Linked DNA regions of Sus scrofa: all the other regions are linked to region 2. The links are chromatin contacts, called in public Hi-C and promoter capture Hi-C maps. All regions are on one chromosome and are shown on one strand. The core of a region is the stretch at or near the end of the contact, and the rest is flanking DNA. Distances in the headings are between cores, read along the strand shown.

What was found. Promoter capture Hi-C pulls out the DNA fragments that hold promoters and counts their contacts. A called contact is a pair of places that touch in the nucleus more often than the background predicts.
Region 1: a contact with region 2 is called in a Hi-C map of embryonic fibroblasts, with 2.2 times the contacts expected there. The contact joins the enhancer-like site here to the promoter of ZCRB1 in region 2. A contact is called at or near these places in 1 of 5 promoter capture datasets (liver), 13 of 47 Hi-C or Micro-C datasets (alveolar macrophages, blood, embryonic fibroblasts and 8 more) and 2 of 2 datasets of contacts at active chromatin or transcription factors (alveolar macrophages and skeletal muscle).
Region 3: a promoter capture Hi-C map of liver shows a contact between it and region 2, with 4 times the contacts expected there. The contact joins the promoter of GXYLT1 here to the promoter of ZCRB1 in region 2. A contact is called at or near these places in 2 of 5 promoter capture datasets (fetal liver and liver), 21 of 47 Hi-C or Micro-C datasets (brain, embryonic fibroblasts, epiblast stem cells and 10 more) and 2 of 2 datasets of contacts at active chromatin or transcription factors (alveolar macrophages and skeletal muscle).

The regions. Positions count from the first base shown.
Region 1 is chr5:73,342,150-73,346,280 of Sscrofa11.1, reverse strand. All of the region lies in intron 7 of GXYLT1 (glucoside xylosyltransferase 1), which reads left to right. Among named protein-coding and RNA genes, the nearest start is that of GXYLT1, 64 kb to the left of the region's middle. Within about 2 kb of position 1,845, at least 18 of the 83 cell types and tissues checked have an H3K27ac peak or open chromatin away from gene starts, as enhancers often do. A contact at or near this core is called in embryonic fibroblasts and omental adipose tissue, where this site is marked.
Region 2 is chr5:73,553,275-73,557,582 of Sscrofa11.1, reverse strand. It overlaps ZCRB1 (zinc finger CCHC-type and RNA-binding motif-containing protein 1), which reads left to right and starts at 1,343. Exons shown (of 8, transcript XM_021092556.1): 1 at 1,343-1,529; 2 at 2,775-2,860. The coding sequence starts at 2,777. PPHLN1 (periphilin-1) reads right to left here and starts at 1,378. Exons shown (of 8, transcript XM_013997950.2): 1 at 1,228-1,378.
Region 3 is chr5:73,406,676-73,410,451 of Sscrofa11.1, reverse strand. It overlaps GXYLT1 (glucoside xylosyltransferase 1), which reads left to right and starts at 2,142. Exons shown (of 10, transcript XR_002344161.1): 1 at 2,142-2,444.

The sequences.
Region 1 (4,131 bases), core at 596-3,095, 210 kb after region 2:
ATCTGTTTATTTTTGCTTTTGTTTTCCTTTGCTTGAGGAATGCATTCATTACCTCATGCCACTTCCTTTGTTTCACATCCCTCTACCCTTCTCCCCCTGAGAGAGGATAGGGATCGAACCCGTATCCTCATGGACACTATGTTGGGTTCTTAACCTGCTGGGCCACAACAGGAACTCATTTGCAATTTTAACCAATGAAGTTTCTCTCATTTTCCTTAACACTTGAGTGGGACCATTGTGAAGTGGTTAAAAGTATAACTTCTAGAACCAATTTTCTTGAGTTCAAAGCCTGGCTCTGCTACTTACTGCTGTGTGACTTTGGGTAAGTTACTTAACCTTCTCACGCTTCAGTTTACTCCTCTGTAAAATGGGGGTAATATTGGTACCTAACTCAGAGGGGCGCTGTGAACATTAAATAAAGAAATATACATAAATCACTTGGAACAGTTCCTGGGACGTGGTAAATACTAAATGTATTAGTTATTATTATAGTTAAGTTTAAATACCATGAATCGTTGGGTAGCAGTGCAGCATGTGTTCATATGTTTTTGGAAAATACATTGATGGTGTTATTTGGATCTCAAGCAAGGGAGTAAGGTGGTCTGTTCATTATGGCTTCTGGAGGAGAGTCTATGGCTCTGAATAGAAGGATTTATCTGGTCTGTGTTAGTCAATAAAAAGTAGCTGAAAGTCACCTTTAGAACTTCTCTTAAAAGTAACTAATCTTTTGATACCAAGGGGCCTTGAATCAATGGTTGCAGATCAATATTTTCTATATACAATTATTGTTTCCTTTCACCTTACACACTATGGGCTGAAACTCAGCACACGGTAGACTGAGAAAATCAATGGGGTACATTTGTGGTTTAGAGAACACTGGATAGGAGACATATGTCCTTTTGGAAAACACATACAAAGGAAATTATATAAGCACTTTCTCAGAGGAATCCTAGAGTAATTACTAGATGAATTTGTGATCCACCAGCTTTCTCCTCAATTACACCCAGGGAGCACATCAATTCATTTACCTTACAGTAAACAGGCTACCCCAAGCATCCAAATAAAGACACCGAGATGGTCCGTTAGAGTAATTGGCTCAGGTGGGACCAAACTCAGAATTTACATTTCGGGCCCATTTGGCCTTGATTTTCAGGGACAATGACTCCTTACTGCTTTGAAAGGAACCTTATTTTCAGCAGCCTCAAGGAAACACGTCTGAATGGTTTTGAGCTTTCTGTGGTAGTGAAACCGGATGAGTTACCGTCAAAAGCTAATTCATACTGTGAATTAAGTCTCTTTAACAACACACACGGCCTCTGAGGGAATTAAAAAAGGTGCCGTGGTTTTAATATCAGGACTTTAGGACAGTTGGTTGGCTCTTGCACTGGGAATCGGTGCTGCACCAGCTTTCAGGAAACAAACACATTTTTGCGGTTTGGATGGGAAGTGGAATTTAGAGCTGTGCTTTCTGAATCCCTGCATGCTATTTACAGGATGGAGTCAGTGGTAGGATAGATAAGCTGTGAGGTTTTTTCCCAACTTGATGACTACTTCTTTCAAACAGGCAAAAGCCTGTGAGAAAGAAGTATTTTTTTCATTTTCTTCATGTACTACAATATTCACGATAGGTTGCTTATATTATTCTCAAATTAGATTCACCCAATTAACATAGAAAACATATCCTTCATTGTGTTGGTAAGCTGGAACCACATTTCTCAAAACCTCCTTCCCTGTATGGTGGGAGTTGGACAAGAGAGAAACTTGCATTGAGATCTTGGAAGTGGAAGCGAAAGCCGTGATTCACGGCAAGTCAGGGCGGCCTCACGTGTGGCAGGTGTCTCTAGAGCTCCCTCTGCTGGTTGTGATGACCACAAGCGACAGTTTCTCAGGCTTCCCTGTGTGTGTTCTGGCTGCTTCTCCTCCACGGCTTTAGTTCAAGTCAAGGTTGTTAGTTTTCCTTCTTTGTCAGCTGCAGGCTTTACTTCCTATGTTAAACTCCTTATTTCTTACAACTTGCAGTGGCTCTGTCCTCTGATCAAATCCAGACTGATAAATCCTACTTGGATCTGTATGGAGTCACTTCAAACATCTTAGCTAACTTCTTGGGACTAATTAAAAAAGCAGTGAAGCCCCCGAAGGGCTTTTAAAATTTTTCTTTAATGTTGCTCCCTGAAATTCTGAAATGGGTCAAGGAAGAGTATTAATTAAGTAACCTGAAGGCTACATACACAATAAATTCTGGTAGAGGTAGAGGTCTCAGTTTTAACCTGGATCTCTACTTTAGAATTTCTAAAAGTTTTTACGTTAAAAAAAATTACAGTTGATTTATAATGTGCCAATTTCACAGCAAGGTGATTCAGTCAAATATATATATATATATATATATATATATGTATATATGTATATTCTTTTTTAAAAGGTTATTTTCCATCGTGGTATTGGAGATTGGATATAGTTCCCTGTGCTCTACAGTATGACCTTTTTTATCCATTCTAAGTGTAATAGTTTGCATCTACTAACCTCAAACTCCTAGTCCACCCCACTGCCTCCCCTATTCTAAAAGGGGATCTTTTTACATGCTGCAGTTTTCTAAAGACTCAATGCTCATGAATACATAAAAACTTTGCAGCATACCCACATACACAATATTTAAAAAATACAAAGAAATCCGCAGACCAAACAAACTCAAAGTAGCAGCTTATTTTATGAACATCTAGTCTCTTATCAGATCCCAAACAAAAGGAAATGATACGAGTCCAATCATAATACATATTACATTTTATTGACCTATAGTTGATTTACAGTGTGTTAATTTCTACTGTACAGCAAAGTGATTTAGTTATACATGTCTATTTTTTTCAGATTCTTTTCCTTTATAGGTTATTACAAAATATTGAATGTAGTTTCCTGTGCTATAGAGTAGGTCCTTATTGTTTATCCATCCTATGTACATTAGTTTACATCTGCTAATCCCAAAATTCCAATCCTTTCCTCCCTCAACTCCTTCCCCTTGGCAACCACAAATTTGTTTTCTATGTCTATATTTTTGTTTTGTAGCTGTGTTCATTTGTATCATAGTTTAGATTCCACATACTCGTGATGTCATGTGGTATTTGTCTTTCTCTTTCTGACTTTGCTTAGTATAATAATCTCTAGGTCCATCTATGTTGTTGCAAATGGCATTATTTCTTTCTTTTTTATGGCTGAGTAATATTCCATTGTATTTATATACCACATCTTCTTTATCTCTTCCTTTGTCAATGAACATTTAGGTTGTTTCCATGTCTTGGGTATTGTGAATGATGCTGCTATGAATATAGAGGTGCATGTATCTTTTGAATTATAGCTTTGTCTGAATATATGCCCAGGAGTGGGATCATTGGATTATACGGCAATTGTATTTTTAATTTTTTGAGGAACTTCCATACTGCTATCCATAGTGACTGCACTAATTTACATTCCCACCAACAGTGTTGTTACCCTTTCTTCTCACCCTCTCCAGCACTTATTTGTAGACTTTTTAACAATAGCTGTTCTTACTAGTGTGAAGTAGTCACACTAATTTTGATTTGCATTTCTCTAATAATTAGTGATGTTGAGCATCTTTTCATGTGCCTACTGGCCATTTGTATGTCTTCTTTGGAGGAATGTCTATTTAAGTCTTCTGGCCATTTTTCAGTTGGGTTATTTGTGGGGGTTTTTTTGTTATTGAATTTTACAATCATATTATATTTTAGACTCACATTAATCTCATCAACCACAGACTATGACAGAAACAATATTTTGTGGCAAAGGAGGTAGACAGAGCAAATGGCAAAGAGAACAAATGAGAAAGGCATTTTGGCTTAGCATGGCCATGGTGCCAAATTGGTTAGAACACAGGGTCTGTGAACTTAAAATTCAACTGGAAGAGAGGTAAAACACAAATGGTTTCATACCGTTCATCGTGTTTAGCACCTTGTTTTTTTCCTCTGTAATAACCTGGAGGTTATTCATATTGGTACACATAGAGATGCGTCAGTCTTTCTGACAGAGCTGTATAGTATTCCATTTTTTTATGCGTCATAGTTTGTTTAACCAGTCCCTTTCTGAATGATACTTTTTTGGTCACACTCACAGCATGGGGAAGTT
Region 2 (4,308 bases), core at 94-2,593:
TATGAGTTCAGTACCGCTAGAGACTTCGCCCAGCCTTAAATGCAGGTGTCAGAGAATGGGCTCAATTGAAAAGGCTAGAGGGAAAAAATAAGTGTCAGGAGAAGGAAGAAAATTCCATAAACAGGTGTAACATGTAAAAGAGTTTGTTAAGCAGAGAAGAAAGGTTTCAGAGGGCACAGATGTTTTGTCGAGGGGTGAAATGTGGAAGAAAAGGAGAAAGAAGCAGTGATAGCCTAAATCAAGGGAGAGGGAGCACAAAGCAGCACGGGGATGAGGATGTAGCAAAGAAGACCAAAGGGGCTTACATCTTGGGCGGTAACCAAGGATAACAGGGATGTGAAGCATAGTAGTTTTGGTGGGCCACAAGTTTGCCAAGAGAATTAGTCCCAGCGGTCCCCTGGTGGACGCGGAGGCATTCGGGCCTCTCAAAATCCTGCAGCGCCCTGGCTGGATTGCACTTCCGTCTCTCTAGAAGACATCAGCTTCGGTCTGGATTGACTGTGCAGGCTCCAGGAGAGGCTCTGAGTTCCAGGCTGCTGGCACGCAGGCTCCCGGGGAGTGGTTAGAGGCCTGGTCTGTGTGTGCTGGTGGGTAGAAGTTAAGTATAAACTACCTTGCATTATTTTCTGATTTTTCTGTAGGAAAGATGGGCCTGTTTACAGCCACTTAAGAGAAAAAGCAGTGTGTGCCCATTATAGATTTATAGGAGGAAAAAAAGTGCTAAGAAGTTTAACATTTGTCCATACCAATACTCAAGATGAGTCATTCTGTGAATCGGAGTCTCCCCCAAGTTGACCTTGTCTCCTCAACAAGACTGATATCCTGCAGCAAAAGGCCTCTTTTACACTTTTCTGTAGCTCCTTAAGTGCCTACAACCGAACTGGGTACGTCGAACACACTCAGTAAATTTACTGACTTCCTAACTGATCTCGAGTCATTGAACTCACCTAGATCAGTCCTCTTTTTACATATTATGGTGCTATACAGAAGCGAACCTATACCACAGACTCAACACTTTCTTTATTCCAAACTCCCACTAGTCTCTCCACCCTCAACCGCAGGGGCAGAACTGTTTGTTGCACGATTCAAATGCAGCGGGAGACTCCAGGTCCCGCCGCGGAAACGCCCACCCGCCCGCTCATTCCTTAGAGTTGTACCGGCCAACGACCCTGTACCGGCCCACGCGCCTGTCCCTGCCCACCTCTCAGAATGATAAAATCCGCTCACCGACTCTGAGCCTCCGGGAGACCCCGTAAATACAATCGTCCGCTCGTCGCCGCGCTCCCAGGCAGCACTTCCGGCGCGCATAAAGACGTCAGCAAAAGCACCCGCCCCTAGGCCCGCCTCCAGAGCGTGGGTCAAAGGGGAGCCGGGAAGAGGCGCTACTGCTGCTACTTTCTCATCTACGGAACCTGACCCCTCCCGGGACCCGTGATGCCAAGGCAGCTGCGAGGGGCAACGAACTGTCGGGCTTGAGCCCCAGCTGAGGCTCGCGCTTTTCGGGTCTCCTGGGCCCGCCCCACCTGAAGGTAAGCTCCTCCCCGGCTGCGGCCTTTCTCCCTACGGGCTCCTCCCCAGACCCAGCCGCCGGAATCACTTGTCCCTCTCTCCCTACACCTTTTTTTAATTACAGGACCTTTACCTTTGCCTGCCTTCCCCGTTCTAACCAGAACGGCTAACGTGCGAGGAGTTTCAGTTGGAAGCTTTTAAAAAGCGACCTATCGATGCTGAGTTCCTGAAGTTGTCTAAGTCCGGCGTGCCAAGCGAGCATCAGCGCGTTTTCCCATTACATCATTTTAGAATATTTTGTCGTTTGTGATCTTAAATACCCACCACACACGTTTTTAAAATCGAAAATTTGAGTTTGACTGAGTCCGATGTAATTCTCACAGATTATTACTGACTTTGTAATATATAGCATAGAAATGTATTACAGATTATATTTGTACACTTAAAATACATATACAAATCAATACCCTTCAGGGCACTGAAAACTATTCATATAATGTATCATTTCAAATTAGCAATAATGTGAAAATTAGTGATTTGAAAGTTTCTTTACATCATCGAAAGATGAGGCTAAAATTTCCTGGTAACACAACTCCAGAGAAAAATATTATGACAACCAAAAAGGTACCCAGCCAAATTAGCAAAAATCAATGGCTAAGGTTCCTTCTGAGCTCCTAGACACTTTCTAGCTGCTTAGGCAAGGTAATAAGCATATCTGAAAGCACTTTCTTGCTTTTAGCCTGAGGGGAGCTTAAGAGTGTCCTCAGTGTTTTTCCTTCATCTGTTAGAAACTCACCTCTCCATTCACACCATATTCATCACTGAAAGGATTAGTGTAATGAATCTACTAGGAAGAAGGACCAGGAGTTTCTTGTGACTTAGGGGTAATAAACCCAACTAGTGTCCATGAGGATGTGGGTTCGATCCTGGCCTCACTCAGCGGTTAAGGATCTGGCAATGCTGTGGCTGTGGTGTAGGCCAGCAGCTGCAGCTCCAATTCCACCCCAGCCTGAGAACTTCCATATGCCACAGGTGTGGCCATAAAAAAATAAATACAAGTAAGTAAATAAAAAGAAGGACCAGAAAACTCTAAGTAGTGTCTGGAGAAAAGAAGTTCCTTAATTCACCCAGCTGGAGTCATTGCTCCTAAGTATTACTAAGAAGTTAGGAAAGTATGTAAATTTAACATTTGCCAATAATATTGATTTTACTTGGAATGAAGAATACTTGGTTTTGATTGCTTTTGGGTTTGTTTGTTTTTTTAGAAATGAGTGGTGGATTAGCCCCAAGTAAAAGCACAGTGTATGTATCCAACTTGCCCTTTTCCCTGACCAACAATGACTTATATCGGGTAAGTTTTTGTATTAGTACTCTTACCTACTGAATCCTCTATTTGAGATACAAATGTAGTTGAACAGTTCTCTCTTAAGCAAAATTCTTAAGTACATTACAGTCACTTAAATCATTAATACTAAGGACCTCTGTTGAATATGTAAGTGAAAAAAAATTAGATACTTGTGATTTCCAAAGAAAATTCTCATTTATTTATAGAGAATAACAAGTTTTTTTTAATAAACACAGAAGATACCCCTAGCATAATCAAGTTGATTTTTCCGGCTGCTTACTTGGCTTTCGAAACTGGTAGTGGTAGGGTTCCCATCGTGGCTCAGAGGGTTAAGAACTCAGCATAGTGTCCATGAGGATGCATGTTCAATCCCTGGCCCCGCTCAGTAGATTAAAGATCAGGCATTGAGGTGAATGAGCTTTGCTGTAGGTCGCAGACATGGCTTGGATCTGGCATTGCTGTGACTGTGGCACAGGCTGGCAGCTCCAATTCTACCCTTAGCCTGGGAACTTCTATATGCCACAGGTGCCACCATAAAAAGAGAGAAATTGATAGTGGGATAGATGTTTTGGAGGAAAGAACCTCCAAATGGAAGCAAAACAGACCCCTTAACTAACCCTTTAAATTCTGCAAGTATAAAATTTGTTTTCAATTCAGGATTGGAGACATTGAAAGAGAAAAAAAAAATCACTTCCAACATCTTCTTTTACTGCTTTACCTTAGAGAGCAAAATTTCCTGCTGTACCTGTCCTGAAGATGAATGATTGAGAGGAACTGAAAGGAGTGACATGAATCCTTTCTTCCAAATGTGCTGTCTTCTCCCTGCTATTTTGAGTAGATGTTAAGTATAGTAGAGAGATGCTGCATACATGATAAATAGTACTTGATTTATTAATTAAGATAGGTTAAGTCTTGGAGTTCCCGTCGTGGCGCAGCAGTTAACAAATCGGACTAGGAACCATGAGGTTGTGGGTTTGATCCCTGGCCTTGCTCAGTGGGTTAAGGATCCAGCGTAGCCGTGAGCTGTGGTGTATGTCGCAGACTCAGCTCGGATCCCGCGTTGCTGTGGCTGTGGCGTAGGCCGGTGGCTACAGCTCCAATCCCAGCCTGGGAACCTCCATATGCCACAGGAGCGGCCCTAGAAAAGGCAAAAAGACAAGGAAAAAAAAAAAAAGATAGGTTAAGTCTGAAAGAACAAAGAAAATGAACTTTAGTTTCCATTCCTGTATCAGAGACATTTTTGTTTTTATTGAACACTTACTGTATGCTGAACACTCCTGTAGGTACTAGGAACACATCAATGAACAAAAAGATGAAGATCCCTTTTGGCACATACAATATAGCAAGAGAGAAAAATAATTTGAAATATAAAAATTTCAAATGATATTATTTGTTAAATACTAAGTTAATGCTAAGGTATTAGGTGCTATGGAGTCAAAATAAAGCAGGAAAGG
Region 3 (3,776 bases), core at 893-3,392, 150 kb after region 2:
GCCAGAATCTGTTTCTCAAATGGGCAAATGTGATCATGTTACTTCCTAACTGAAAAACCTTTCAGTGGTTCACCACTGTCTGCCAGATTATGTTCAAACTCTTAGGTGTACTGAACAAAGCATGCAGATATCTGGCCTCTTCAACCTCTCCTCTTCATTATCTCCTTTCTTGCATTCACTTAACTGGTCCTATGAAACGTCTCACTATTTCCTGAACACAAGAGCCTGTTTCACTGATTCTTTAGCCTGGAATTACTTCCCTTACCCCACCCAAGACTCTAGGGCCACTTTTGGCTAGAGTCAAAAGTTCATAAAAATAACAGAGGTAAAAGCAATGAATCACCAAAGTAGTTATCAGTAAAAGTTTATTGTGTACACACCAAAAAGACAGTTAGCAAACTTGGAGCACTCAAACCGAAATATGGGGTGAGGCTCAGAGGTATATTGTAAAGCAGCCTATATAGTGTGAAGACAGTATTTATTATTTGCAGTGATTGGTTAAAATTCTAAAATTAAAATTTTATTTTTTTGTGGCTTAAACTTCAAACATTGGATATTTTATTCAGCTGCTCTTCTTTTTAATATTCTTTCTTCTATGTTTCAGGTGTACAGCATTATAATCCAACATCTATCTGCTGCAAAGTAATCACCACCTGAGTCTAGTTATCATTCATCCCCATACAGTTGACCCCCTTCACCCATTTGCCCATCCCTCCCCTAGAATTTTCTTGAATGAAAGAGAATCAGTTCATGGTTACCTCATATCAATTTGGGGGAACTATTTAAGTTCTGCTTATGATTTTCAGATGCATAAGCAAGAAGTTACCCAGGTCAAGTTGACCTTGCTTATCCTGTAAAATAAGCTCAATTGCTTTGCTTGTTTTGGTTTTGTCTGCTCAGGGAATTAAGTCTGGTCTCTGTATTTGGTTTTAACTTATATGAAATGTCTGTTGACCAAGACCACAGATAGAACTGATACCTCCTTTGTGTGTGTGCCCACACCTTTACAGGCTTATAGCCTAAAGTCTTTATGGTTGCATTGAACTTATTTACAAGTATCCACTGTCCCACCCCATGCCCCTTCTAGACGTCTTTGTACCCAAAGGAACTGAGTGATGCTCCATAAATGCTCAATAAATGGAGTGGAAATACGGCTGAGAAAGAGGGAAAAGAAAAGGAAAGCTAAAGACAAAGCTCTTTAGGGAGAGTATTAATTGTTTTGGATATGCAAATAATGAGTCATAAGGATGATCCAAAAGGGAGGACCTCATGGATGGGTGGCAGGATACGCATCCTCAACATCATGACGTAATTAGATGTTGGGTGACAACGCTTGTGGAGGATGGAGCTTAAAAAATGGCTTAATGCAGAGTTCGCATCGTGGCTCAGCGGTTAGGGAACCCAACTAGCATCCCTGAGGACGCGTGTACGATCCCTGGCATCACTCAGTGGGCTGAGGATCCAGTGATGCCCTGAGCTGTGGTGCAGGTTGCAGAGGCGGCTCGGATCCAGCGTTGCTGTGGCTGCGGCGCGGGCCGGCAGCAGTACCTCCGATTGGACCCCCTAGCCTGGGAACCTCCAAATGACGTAGGCATAGCCCCCAAAAGACCAAAAAAACAAAAAACTTAATGACGAGCCTTCTCAGTCCAAGGTGTTTATCATGCGTTAAGCACTTTAATCTTTAAAACCACCCTAAGATGAGGATATCCTCTCCATTTTAGAGACGATCAAACATGCTCGGAAAATTGAGGTTGCTCAACATCCCAAGCTACCATGTGGAAGAACCATAATTAGAATTTGGGTCAGCTGCTTCCAACGCTCTGCTAGTTTCGCTGCACCTCTCCTCCACAGTTGGGAGCCGCAAGGTTCCGCGGACTCGCCCGCCGGGAGGGTTGCACTACCCCGGGACCCTGCGCGAGCCGCAACCCTCGCGCCCCAAGCCACCCGGCGCCCCCAGCCCTCCGCTTTCAGTGCGCCGGCGCGTCTGGCCGCCCGCCCTCTGGGGAGGGGCCCGGGGCGGAGGCAGTATCGGGGCTCCGGGGCGGGGTGTTAGCGCGCTCGCTAAGGTGGTGGGCGGGGAGGGAAGAAGGAAGGGGGAGGGCGCGAGGCCGCAGCGGAGGAGGAACTGTTGCGCCCGCGGCTGCGCGGTGCTGCTCCCTCCGCTCCAGTTCGCCCGAGCGGGCGCGGCGGCGACGGCGGAGGTGGCGGCGCGGGCCCGACGGGATGCGGCGCTACCTGCGCCTCGTGGTACTGTGCCTGGCCTGCGGCTTCTGCTCGCTCCTCTACGCCTTCAGCCAGCTCGCCGTGTCCCTGGAGGAAGGTGCGGGCGGCGGTGGCGGGAAGCCGCAGGCCGCAGCGGCTTCCTGGCTCGGGGGCGGCGGGCGCGGCGCCGCAAGAGGGGCGGGCAGCGCGGGCCAGGCGGCGCATCCCGGCCGGTCGGACAGGTACGAGCGGTTCCCTGTCGGGGGGCTGGGGCGAGGGGCGCCGAGTCGCGGGTCTCGATTTGGCCGGGGCTGCACGAGGGGCCGTCCCGCGCCTCCCGCCACCGGGCCCGCGTCTCCCGCTTCTTTGCTGCCGACTCTGACCCCCTTTGCTCGTTTCCCTCCTTCCCCTCACCCTGGGGGTGAGCCTGGCGCTACTCCAGCCTGAAAGCACCCACGCTTTTTGTGTTTGTCTTCTTACCCATTGGTTATGCACTATTCAAAGCAGTTAGAAATTAATTTTCAACTTTTAAATGATAGTTGCATCTCCCCCCCACCTTCTTAGGAGTCATTGAAAATTAGAGGGTCCTACAAAAGCCTCTTGCTGTTTGGCTAGTGGGAATTCCCTCTTGTTTCCATGGCGTTCAAGTTGAGATATTTAAACATCGGGCTGACTCCCTAGTTCAGTTTCCACCCCCTCCTGAATGGGACGTCTCATTTTCTTGTTAACGCTTACATTTTTCATTAGCCGGTTAGTTAAATCTGGACAGAGCATTTTATAAGGATTGTGAATTTTTCTTTAGGAAACAATCGGTCTATTGTGAAACTTATAGCGAGTTAAGAAAAATAAGCGATACTTAAGCTCACGTCCTTTGTGAGTTGGGATAGAGGTGGCTTTCTTTAAGAATCGGAGTTTAAAAAGCAGCATAGTGACTTAAGTGGATTTACGCAAATCACTGCCAGCGTTGAAATCAACGTGAGATTTAAGCGAAAAAAAGAATGCAGCGCATTACGAATGCTTAACCAAATCTGAGCGTTTCCACTTCCTTGAAAAAGAGGCGCCTCTCTTACTCGGGAGAGCTCCCTTAACAAGAGGCAAAAGCTGCTTTGATATTGGAGAGTATCGGGTTGGTTGGAGGAGTGCAGGTCAGCTGTAGGCTGTTTAACATTCTTCTGAGAGTTGATGGTCATTCCCAAAATGAAAGGGGACGTTTGAACAGAGGAGCAGAGCCCATGGAAAAGCTGGATTGTCATGATTTCACCCAGGGGTTTGATTACAGTCAGGACTTTGTTCATAAAAGCAGAACTACTTCCAGAGCCAGGTTTGTGAACGCTCAGTTATCTGTCCTGGGAGAGGCAATAACTGAAGATCTGGATAAACTCATGAAAAGCTGGTCATGGTCTATTACGCTGGAGTGAAGCATTTAAAGTTATGGGGAAGGAACTATTTTTGCATTGGGTAGAATTATAAGGAAGCAACATTTTAATCAAAACATTGAGTGAAATTGGACTCATTTCGACTTGATAGGGTAACATTCACTTTTAGTGCCTGCCTTAGATACTTATATATTATTT